Linked DNA regions of Zea mays: region 2 is linked to region 1. The links are chromatin contacts, called in public Hi-C maps. All regions are on one chromosome and are shown on one strand. The core of a region is the stretch at or near the end of the contact, and the rest is flanking DNA. Distances in the headings are between cores, read along the strand shown. Region 1 holds the start of LOC100274333. Region 2 holds the start of LOC103633148 (probable inactive poly [ADP-ribose] polymerase SRO3).

Evidence for each region. A called contact is a pair of places that touch in the nucleus more often than the background predicts.
Region 2: a contact with region 1 is called in a Hi-C map of bundle sheath, with 2.7 times the contacts expected there. The contact joins the promoter of LOC103633148 here to the promoter of LOC100274333 in region 1. A contact is called at or near these places in 6 of 25 Hi-C or Micro-C datasets (bundle sheath, ear, leaf and 2 more).

The regions. Positions count from the first base shown.
Region 1 is chr1:29,390,904-29,397,127 of Zm-B73-REFERENCE-NAM-5.0, forward strand. LOC100274333 reads left to right here and starts at 2,812. Exons shown (of 8, transcript NM_001148694.1): 1 at 2,812-3,354; 2 at 5,006-5,117; 3 at 5,196-5,370; 4 at 5,699-5,867; 5 at 5,949-6,167. The coding sequence starts at 3,109.
Region 2 is chr1:29,681,162-29,687,385 of Zm-B73-REFERENCE-NAM-5.0, forward strand. LOC103633148 (probable inactive poly [ADP-ribose] polymerase SRO3) reads right to left here and starts at 2,377. Exons shown (of 4, transcript XM_008654828.4): 1 at 1,254-2,377; 2 at 1-54. The coding sequence starts at 2,065.

The DNA.
Region 1 (6,224 bases), core at 1,562-4,061:
CATGGTATAGTGTTACTAGGCTGTCCATCTATTGCAAAAATGGATTACTAACTCAATAATGGCTACATACTTAAGCCTACTAAATAAATATATATTAACTAATAACTATACAGTAAATATTAAATAAACACATCAAACGAAATTACATAATCTATAAATAATGTACGAAAACTATGTATACCTGAGAACGCGTACGACTCCAGCTAACGGTGGAGAAGGTCAAGTCGGACGAACACCTACGTACAAAAAAACAAATTGTCAGTAAAAAATTTGGCAGCACCTCCCCTGTAAAGTGATGTTTATAGAACCTGCGAATAAACAACAACACGATGGTTGCCAACACAGAAAACATGTAATATCAATGCGCTAAACAAAATGGTAACTATATAATCACTAATAATTTACTAAACACTAACAATATACTACGCAACAAACTAGCTAACTATTTTAATAAACACTAACAACAAAATATCTAACTAATTACTAAACAATAAATAAGGGGATACCTAACTAATTACTACTAGTTTACAAACTAAAAAATTAAAAAAAATGGTGGGGAGTGGGGGCGAGAGGTACCGGGGCCGGAGCGGTTGGTGGCCGGACAGCGGGCGGTGGCCGGACTCCGGGCGGTGGTCGTCGGAGCTCGGGCGGAGCGCGGCGGGGCGGCCGGCGGAGCGGCCGGCTGAGCTCGGACGGAGCTCGGGCCGAGCTCGAGGGCGGACCTCGCCGCGGCGTGAATAGGGCGGAGCTCGCGGCGGCGGGCAGCGGAGCTTGGGGCGGCCGGCGTGAAGAGCTCGAGGCGGCGCCGGAGAAGGGGCAAGCGGCGGCGGCGTGAGCTGTGGACGTCGGGCGGCGGCGGCGGGATTTCGAATGAGCAGACAACACAAGAAACACGCAGAGAGAAGGGATGTTTACGGATTTTTTCCTAGCTCGGCGCCAAGATCTGTGGCGCCGAGCTAGGTGCCACGCAGGACAGCCACGTCACGAAGCTCGGCGCCATAGGCTGTGGCGCCGAGCTGTGTTAGCTCGGCGCCACAGGCTATGGCGCCGAGCTAAGGGTCCAAAACTGCATTTAAAATTTTTTTAGGTCTAAACGTAAATTTACTTCTGTTTAAGGGCTAAAATACAAAAAATTCGGCTGTGTAGTCCCCCCATGTACCTTACCTATGCCATGTGTATATATATAGCTGTCTTGTACTAGAGACTATACTCTTTATAGAGTGTAGTTTAAAATAGAAAATGTGATAGAAAAGTATGTTCAACATATATATCATTGTCATAAGATATTAAATCGCGACCATTCATTGTAATCCAACATCCTTTCATATCTCTCTTAGATGCTAGTTGTTTGATTCACATAATTATAACGTGATGGGTAAAAAGATAACAATAAAGCATGTTTGTTTCAGTCCAACTATAATCAAATATCATACTAAACTGATATTGGTCTATTTAAATTTATTACCGCCGTCACTCGAGCGTGAAATATTACCATTGTCATTTACGTTACAATTCATGAACTAAACAACACCTTAGTTTCTTTGAAGAAAGATAACAATGACATGAGATAAGACAGAAAGTCTCAAACAAGCCATAAGAAAGGAGAACCAATGGTAACAACTACGTAAACTTAAGATGATAAGAGTCATCAATAAAAAAACGAAGAAAGAAAAAGATATAGAGCACGCGCACCTAATGATTCAAATCAATGATTATTATTAAATGTCTTAGGGACATATTGTTTACTTCTAGAATTATATAATCTAACTTATTTTATATAGATTATATAATTCAGATTATGTAATCTTATTTGCTGGGTATATATTCACCAAGTTCCAAGAGAAGTGGATAAAAAGCCAAAAAAGAATAATTTAAAATAAGCACCTAATGATCTGTATGTGTATTATCATAATCTAGGTACCTAGGTTATATAATTCATCTCAATAATATGTGTTATTTGTTTGTCTCTTAACTTCATATTTGTTTCCTTTCATCATTATATAAATAATCTAGCTTACGAATTATATATAAACACCGAATGACCTGCTTATGAGATATTATAATTTAGGTATCTAAATTATATAATCCACCTAATAGTCTGTGTTGTTTGTTGTTCCTTAACTTATTTAAGCTGGATTTTATAATCTGGAGAGTAAATAAACGAGTCTAAAAAACACACATTCACCAAACTAATTTGAAAACAATATTAGCCCTTAGGTCTTGTTTGGTCAGAGGGACTAAAGTTTAGTCCCTAATTTTATTTCCTTTTTTAGGACTAAATGGCGCTTTTTCCACTTATTGCCCCCACTTTTCCCATTAACGCCACGCACAACAAACAAGACAAGGGGTATTTTAGTCTTTGTATACTTTATTTAGAGCTTGTTTGGTTTCCTACCTAAGACGTCACAATCTGTCTAACCTTAGTCCCTCAAATTGAAGAACTAAAGGCATGTTTGCTTCGTGGTTAACTTTACTATACTTTGCCTAAGGTCATCCGAATTAAAGAACTAATCTTAAACAGAAAAGTTAGGCAAATTATAACAATTTAGGAAGCGAACCAAACATGCCCTAAGATTAGGCAGAAAAGTTAGACACGTTGTGGCGCCTTAGACAACAAACTAAACATCTCCTTAATGTGATAAGAATCTATTTAGTCTTTATAACTAAAGAGAGTAGGAAATAAAGTTTAATCCTTAGACTAAATTTAGTTTTAGGACTAATAGAACGAAACGGGTCTGTCAAAATGCCATTTTGATTACTGCAACCCTACATAAGAAAATTGAGTTACAACAGGAACCGAAAAAAAACCCAAACCTGCATACAATTCTGAAGAAATTCAGAAAATCCAGCTAAGCCAAGTTAGTCCGCCCGCCAGCTATGCGGACATGGTTGCGAGCGGCCTCAACCTCCTCCTCCTGACCTCCTCCTCCTCCTCCATAAAATGCGGAAGAATCTCGAAGAGTCCCAGACGCATCAAACCGCCCTCCTCTGTCCCTCCCTCTCCCGTCTGCCCCCTCGCATCCCCAAATTAAGCCCCGCGCGCAAGGCAGCAAACGCGCCGCGCACCGGAAGGCCCCGGGGAGCTGCACGAGGTGGCCCCATTGCGGCATGGCTGCTACGGCCGCCGCCGCTGGCGTCGAGTTCCCGCTCATTGGCGTTGCCGTGGCCACGCTCATCGTGACGGTCCTTGTCGCGGCCGTGATGCGCCGCCGCCGCCGTCCCTGGCACCAGGCGCCTCTGGTGGAGGGGAAACCCGCACCAGAGGCAGGCTGCGCGGTCAGCGATGGCGGGACGGACGTCATCATCGTCGGCGCCGGGGTAGCTGGATCTGCGCTGGCATACACGCTCGGAAAGGTGGTTTCGCTTGTCTCGTCCTCGTTGTTCCTTCGTTGGCATGGTTCCACTATGTGGCTAAAACCTGAGAGTTTTTAGATTGGAAAAAATCGGCAGTGTCGTATTTTATATTGCGTTCTGCTTGCTTGGCGTGAAGAACAAGGGCTCGTGGTATTCTATTGTGAACGGGAACGCGATGTTTATTTTTTTATTGGCGCGAGTTGCTAGCAGGGATCGTAACTTTCTTCATTCATGATGTATAGACCCAAGAACATCTTCGGTCCTGTTTTGCATGCTTTTAGTTAGTTATTACTCCCTCCGTCCCACTATATAAGGCGTAACCACCTCTGGTTCAAAGACCAAGAAATGCATTTAATTGTCTCTATACCACTGCATCGATATACGTATGCATATAGAGAGCACGCCTTATATTGTGGGACAAAAATAAAAAGTGGTTACGCCTTATATCCTGAGACGGAGGGAGTAGTTATTAGTTTATTAAAGACACCCATTTTTTTCTGACGACATTAGATGTTAGTTACCTTTCTCTACTATGGTTCTGGCCACAGTTGTTGATAAGCCTCAAAGATATAGATTCAAAAACAGAATATAGCTGTGATTTTGTTGCAACTACGTTGGTGAATTTTGCATATTTACTGCGTCTGTGGAAACTGATGTTTCTTTCGGTGTCACTGTTCCTTTTGTGGACGTGGAATTTGTGTGGCTTATGGCATTTAGGTGCTGCCAAATTTTGCTGTCGTTCAACTGTGAATGGAGATGTTCCCCTTCTCCAACCAAAGCATTCTTGCAATTCTTGGCCACAACCTTTTTGGATGGAGAACAAGAGAGAGAGAGAGAGAGAGAGAGAGAGAGAGAGAGAGAGAGAGAGAGAGAGAGAGAGAAGACCATACGTTTAAGCCTCAAACATCAGTTCTCTTGACCACGGACACTAAAAACAAATTCTGTCTAGTAAAGTGACTAGGCATGCTTAAGGTTTTCCATAGTGCTATATTGTAGGTGTAAATTTACTTTGAAGAAAATATTGCGGGAGGACCTTACTAATTTTTCATGTAGGCACTTGTCAGTTGATTCAACACCGTACTGATCAGCTCTTTCTCAACATTAATGAATTGAATACTTAACTTCACATAACTCCAAGCTACTCTGAGAGCGATGTATCATCAAAACAAAAATGTGGGCACGTCCTGTTACTTGGAATTGACTATTTTCCATTTGTTTGCAGATAATAATCACACTAGAAATGGTTACATGTATGATACCAAGCAACCAATAAATCTCCTTACCCGCATGAAGTGTCCCTTTTATGTTTTTTTATGCACTAATCCTTTTGTCAAGTTATGACTTATGAGCAAGAAAACTCTGGAAAAAAACTATTTTAGCTGTCTACATATGTCCGAGACCATGTTAAACAACATTTTACCTTGTATACCCAACTGTCGATAGGGCAGTATACTAGTCTATCCAAACTTTAATAGTAATCCAATTTTGCTTGATGGCATGCTAAATGATTTATTTTTCCAATGCATATTTGCAGTTATTGGAGTGAGAACATAGTTCCATCTGGATCTGGATATAATTCTCTCTATTGTATTATATTGTTTCATCTCTCCTCTCTATTTATTTTAATATACTTTGTTTGTTGGGAATATAGGATGGCCGTCGGGTGCATGTCATCGAGAGGGATCTGACAGAACCTGACAGAATTGTGGGCGAGCTGTTGCAACCTGGGGGTTACTTGAAATTAATTGAGCTGGGCCTCCAAGGTAAATCCCAATTTCGGTTATCTTATTCTATTTTCATGTCATTTCTAAAGTTATTATACAAGTTTTTGTTCTATTCAGATTGTGTGGAAGAAATTGATGCCCAACGCGTGCTTGGTTACGCATTATTCAAAGATGGAAGGAACACAAAGCTTGCTTATCCCCTGGAGAAGTTCCATTCTGATGTTGCTGGTAGGAGCTTTCACAATGGGAGGTTTATACAGAGGATGCGTCAAAAAGCTGCGTCTTTGCCCAAGTAATATCAGTAATTCTTATATATTTTTCTTATTTTGCTATATTTGGCTTATTTATTGTCCTGTATTCTTGCTTGACTTTGATTCTTTTGCTAAGGTTAACTGTAATAATGGTATTTTATGTTACTTTACTGCATTGACACCTATAATTTGTCAAAAGTTTTTGGTTAGTGCTCTTTGTTTGGTGTGTTCTAGTTCTCATGTTATGTCCCCTTTTCTATTCTCAATTTGACCTGTATAAACTTCATGTATTGAATTATTTTTGCAACCACATCTGCATGTAGCATGTGTTAGTAACTTAGTATTTGACATGCTGTTGTGTTTATGCAGTGTCCAATTAGAGCAAGGAACTGTTACCTCACTTCTTGAAGAAAATGGTACTGTTAAAGGTGTTCAATACAAAACCAAGTCAGGTGAAGAACTAAAGGCTTATGCGCCCTTGACGATTGTATGTGATGGCTGCTTTTCGAATCTACGACGCGCCCTTTGCTCTCCAAAGGTACACCCTTTACGACATACTTACACCATACTTACTGCTAAATTTTCTGCATTGTGGATGCTAATGGAGATATGTGCTTAGGTTGATGTCCCATCATGTTTTGTTGGGCTGGTATTGGAGAACTGCCAACTTCCACATCCAAACCATGGCCATGTTATCTTGGCCAATCCTTCTCCAATCTTATTTTACCCAATTAGCAGCACAGAGGTGCGCTGTTTGGTTGATGTCCCTGGTCAGAAGGTGCCTTCCATAGCTACCGGTGAAATGGCAAACTATCTCAAAACTGTTGTTGCACCCCAGGTAGTTCTTCCTTTTAAAAATACCAGCGATCTTTTTGTTATTGCAATTTCTGCTGAG
Region 2 (6,224 bases), core at 1,127-3,626, 290 kb after region 1:
CGGCACAGCACGATGTGCGCCTCGTCGCTCCCGTCTGCCTTGGCCAGCATGGCACTGAAACAGAAACGATTTCAAATAGATCGTTAGGCTTGTATATATGATGAGCTGCTAAACCGGGTCACACATTGTTGAGATGAAGTTAACTGGAACGATCAGAGATCATTTCTGTTGTTTCCCAGTTCTCTACTTCACAGCTATACTTCGTATATATATTTTGTTTATTTTTTATATACAAATGCAAAAATGCTCGGGTTAGCAAGAAATTCATTTTAATACGAAGCAACATAACAGTGTCTTCGTGATTAAGCAATCAAAATCACTGTAAATTATTTTATTGGGAATGGCGAAGAAACAAGGAATTGATTAAGACTTTGGCAAGATATATCCCTCCTATATTATATAAGTTAAATTATGATAAAAAGTTAGAGCAACTCCAGCGGTTCTCTAAAAGACTTCCTAAATTAATAATTTAGGTAGTTAACATAAAAACTATTATCCAACAGTTCTCTAAATGAACTTTCTAAATTTAACAACTTGTCATCTAACCTCATTTTCTCTCTACATTTGGCAATCATTTAACAACTCCCTAAACAAAAATGTTGACTGCATTATATAGTTTTTGTGACTTATTTTTTATGTGGATAAATACAAAACAAAATTACAACCTATATTTAGAGAACTATTGGAGAACTCACATTTTTTTACTCCAAAAGCCATTTAGCAACTTTTTAAATCTGTGATTTAGAGAGCTAAAATTTACATAACTATTGGAGTTGCTCTTAGAAGGGTAAAATATTATTTTGGTATCATAAATAAGTTAAAATAAACTATCAAATACTAACTTATTTTATTTTATTCGTAGTCATAAACAAATATTTTACTCTCTTACTTTTTCACCATAATCTAACTTATGAAATAAACACATCTAGGGCATGTTTGTTTAGGGTTTAAGATCTGAGCAGATTATAATCCCAAATAAAAACAACAGGAATATATGGCAAAAAGACTATGAACTTCGCTCTAGTTTGATATATTTACCAATCAGCGGGCTAGATAGAAGAGGAACTATGTGCAAGATTCTTACAAATTCACCCGGCAAAATCGATGCAGCTTCATATATATATATATGCAAGTAAAAGAAATGGGAATCTTGGCAACTAGGCAAATTATACTACAACTCAGCTCGGGATCGATCAAAATTGCGAAGTCCAGATTTATCTGAATCGGAATGCCAAAACCAGCTCAGAACTCACCTCGTGTAAGGGCACTGCGCCGGCGAAAGATGAACGCCGTCGCCGTGCTTGCGCGCGCCCAGCCTTGGCGCGTTGTTCCTCACGAATCCTCGCTCGACGACGGCGGCCACGTCGTCCTCCGAGGCGCCGTACCATGCGAACTTGGCGGTGCCGGTGGCTGTGCAGCGCGCGTAGGCGAGGCGCTGCCCCTGTTCCCGGAACGCCACGGTCCTCGCGCCGGGCGCGATCTTGCGCACCTCCGTGATCGCCGCGCCGCGTTGCGCCATCCCATAGCTGAGGAATAGCTTGCTGACGACCTGGTAGTACATGTCGTTCTCCTCGAGCCTCACCGCCGCGTTCTCCCATGCCTTCATCTTCTTGGCGTCCACGCCGTGTCTCTCCCCTGAGCGCACGTCCACGCCCGAGGATGACTCGGCCTCGTCCTCCGCCGGCTCGTCGTCCCTCTTGCGCTTCCTCCCTCCGCAGTCGGGCGCCGGGAAGAAGCAGTCCCCGCGGTCGTCGATCCACGCCAGCCCGGTCTCCTCGCCGGTGACCTCGTCGATCCTGATCATGCGGAGGAAGTCGAACAGGTACGCCTTGCCCCCGTACGAAGCATCGGCCATCGCCCTCCTCTCCTGGAACGCCTGGCGCAGCTGCGGCACCGCCTCTCCGGTGATACCGATCCACTTGCCGTCCTCATAACAGAGGAACCTCGCCGGCGCGCCGCTCCGCATGAACTCCCGCCAACCCCGCAGAAGCGTCGACGTGCCGTCGGCAGCAGCAACCGCAGGCCGCATGTTCGCCGCCTTCACGTCGTCGGATGACAAATCCATCGCGCTTGGCGCCGAGTCCGGCCGGTCTGCTGCGGTGCCTGTCGTGTACTATCAGGACTCAGGGGCTCGGATCAGGCGTCCGGCCGGTGATGGAGCGGGAATTATATAGGTTTCAGGATTTTGGAGGACGGTCTCGTGAGGGGCACGTTTGAGACGACGTTGGCGAGGACGTCGGTTCGGAAGGTGCTCTTTATTTCGATCTGCCTCCAGCTCTCCACTCCACCCAGGCGGCGCCTCCCTCAGCCCCTGACTGTTTCGGGGGATATGAGATATGACTTGGTAGAGAAGTCTAGAAATGTCCAGTTTAGCCTCGCAACCGTTTTGCCGGAAGATCTGCTGTGTGGAGCAGTTTTGCATGATGTGAACACGGATGTTACCGGTGGTCTTTGGTTTTCTCGATTAAATTTTAGTATGTACCGTATCTAATGTTTAGATATCAATTACAAATATTAAATATAATTTAATTATAAAAAATAGTTATATTTGTGAAGATTAAATAGAGACAGATTTATTAAATCTAACTAATTTATAATTAATGTTTATTATAGCATTATACGGGTAAATCATTGACTAATTGGATTTAATAGATTTGTCTTGCCTTTGTAATTAGTTTTAGGGTTTGTTTGGATCCATCCGGCAAATAATTTGTCGGCTAGTTTTATCATCTTGAACTCCAAACAGGCTTGCTAATAAGTTGAATAATTGTTAGTGGGAGAGTTAACAAATTGTTTATCCATTAGTCATTTGATCTTGCTAATATGTGATAATATATTCGATAAAATATCAGCGTACAAGGCGGTTGTATGGTTGGTTGCACATGCAAAAGACAGGCTTCGCACGTGACGCAAGACGGTGGAACTGTCGGTTGATTTCGAATAAATGCATGCGAGGACGACCATTAAAATTGATACTTATAGTAGTAGAGATATAGATAAAGATATGATTATTTATTTGGTATTTTTTTAAAAAATATTTTGAATGGTGTATATCATTTTTCTTGTATCAATATTAAAATCATTTTGTAATTAGTAATTAGTGGTAAAAATAAGTTTTAAATGGTTTAAATGGATATCTATATTAGCATTTCCAGTGAATACAAGCTCAGATAATTTGGATTTCCAGGCACTCACATAGTCACATATCCATCCGTACGAAAACATTCCGGGCGTTGTACTCCAACCGCCTGTGACATGACCTGGCAGTACCGGATTTGCCCTGGCTGGCCTGAGACTGATCAGTTGAGCGGCCCTGCGGCCGTGTTTGCTTGCATGTCAGGTTTGGGTTTGGGTTTGGGTTCGTCGCACGAAACGGCGCGCTCCTTTCACTCCGGATCCCCTGCAGCCAGACGCCACCACGAGCGCCTGGGCAGTTTTTCCTTGACGCGGAAGGCTCTCCGCGCCGCGCGACTGCTTCTTGAGACGCAAGCACATCCATGTGACGAGGCTTCCGTGGGGCGCCGCCGCGCCGCGGTCAGTGCCTGGTAGAGCAGAAGCTGACCTTGTGCCCTCGCGTTGCCCCTCTCTCTCTGAGTAGGAGTACTTGGATACGAATTTGCTAGCTCTGCTCCGTGGTGGTCAAGCTATTTCATCGGCGAGCTTCTGGTCGCGTGCGTACCAGTTGTACTAATGCCTCGTTATCGTGGCCCAGCACATGTGAGCGATGGTCATCAACTTGTTGCCGGCTGCCTGCCTTATCATCAATGAAAACGATTATTAACTTGCTTTTTTCTTCCTCGCCCACCTGCAAGTTGGGAGTGCTAGGAGTAGTACCACGGAAAACTGAGCTGCATACTCGATCCGGCCGTAGCTGATTGCGATGAGGCCGCGACCAATCCTGGGAACGAGCCCTGCAAGGTGTGCATCTCCCGTGTTCCATTTCCATCCACGATCCACCACCTACCTGCGCGGGCGCGGCTAGCGTGCAGTGTTCCAGCCTCTCGGGAGGCTGCATGGCGCGGCAAGCAGATATTTCATATTTGTTGCTATTCTTATCGGGTTCGTTCTATCCATTCGCCGTGGGATATTTTGGAGACCTCGTGACGCAAGCCCTGCTTGCTTCTACACTCGATCCCTTCATTTTTTTTTTATTAAAGGAAAAGGAAGCAAAAACTTGGCGCGTCAACGCGCGTGGTACACCGTACACTACGCAAGGCACAAATCAGGGGGCGGGGCGGAGGGGGATATACCAGCGGAGCACCCTTCAGTTTTGTACGGCGGAAACTGGATGAAATCCCAGGTCGGCCGTCGGCGACCTAGCTAGGGTAGTTGTTTAACAACAAGTCCACTGCAAACCGACCGCGCGATCCTCTCAGTCTCGAACTCTCGATCAACCGTCCAGTCCACGCGCGCACGACGCACACGCCGGCCTTCATAGACTGGTGGCAGCCTGCTGGCCCATGTATAGCTCGGACGGACGTGGCACAAACTTAGGGCCTAAGCTAACCCTACATCCATTAATACGATTGAGTCCGTATATTTAATTATAGTATTTTTGCGAATTATTTTAAGATTATTATTAATTAAGCATATACACCTCAATACCTCATTATCATGGCACGCCTATGATGCCCTTGCACCAATACTATGGGGGTGTTTGGTTCTGTGGACTAAAGTTTAGCCCGTGTCACATCAAGCGTTTGACTTTCAAATAGAAGTATGAAATATAGACTCAACCAACTGTACTAGATTCGTCTCACTTTTTAATCTTCGGCTGAGAAAATAGTTTTATAATCCGACTACATTTAATAACCCGAACGAAGGTTCAAACATTCGATGTGATAGGGGCTAAATTTTAGCAGGGGCAAACCAAACACCCTCTATAAAACCACTTCTTCCGTCCACAAATGTTTGTCGCCATGGTATTCGTGTTGCTAAAACTTTCTTAAGTTTAACTAGTTTTATAAAAAAAATATTAGCTATATTGGTATCTCCAAATAATTTTACTAAAAAATTAATTTAAATATCTATCTAATGATACTAATTATATACTATAAATACTAACACTTTCTTATGTATATTTGATCAAAGTTAAGAACGGTTGACTCATATAAAAGATAAGAACGACCAATATTTTTGGACCGGGGGAGTAACAATTACCAACTTAAATTAGCTAGGGGAGTATAGAATGGATAAGCTAATAGGCCAACTAATTATTAGCTACACCCCAACTAACCGTTCGTTCACTATCTCAAGCCAGCTAATTTCATCTAATAGATGGTTAAAGTATAAAATACCCCCCACTACCCACCATATATACCCCATTCTTTCTGGAACTCATCCTCGCAAGCAAAGGAGCTGTCGCCACCACCGCTGCACGCCTGCACAGGTAAGCCAGGTAATTTGAAATTTTGAATTCATTTCAATTTTCTAGAATATTCGTACAAGTAACCATGTTATGTTGCTAAATATGACTTAAAGCATAGAAGGGAGCCAGGGGTAGTAAGAACAATTAGTTCGTAAGAATAATCTATTAGCTAGCTAGCTATTCTAGCTAATAACTTATTAACTAACTAATTAACTATTAGTTATAGAGATTTGGAACATGATCTAAGGCCCTATATAGAATCTCTTGGCTAATTATTTGCCAGTAGATAATAATTAGCCAAGGTATGTTTGGAATCTTGACTAATATATGTATAAAATATAGTAAACAGTCTGTTTTACCCACAAACAATTAGCTAGTAGATAAAGAAACGTAACCAACAAGTGTAGGGATTGTCTTTTTTTCTCTTTTTACGATATATTAGTACCTATTAGTAAGATCATAGAGCTAATGAGCAACAATTTGTCAACCCTCTTCCAACAACTAGCCAATTTATTTGAAGCCCAATATGCTAAAATTAGCCAACAAATTAAATAGTTCGTCAGATGGATCCAAATAGGTCCTAACTAGTGAAAACTAAGTGGCCACAAAATCATGGTCATATAGATATGTAGACGTGATTCCAACACCATAACAATTATATCTAGAGAAGATAGCTTAATTACTTGCTCCGTCCACATGAACTAATAAATAAGTAAATAATAAACTCTACAGTTTTAGATTGTCTCCAATAAAATCATCTATATTCATCATTTATATCTTTTTTTACAGTCCAATCTAAAAGATTCTCTCCTTTATATCTTGTTTCTCTCTAACATCGCCTTCTAAATCTTCCTCT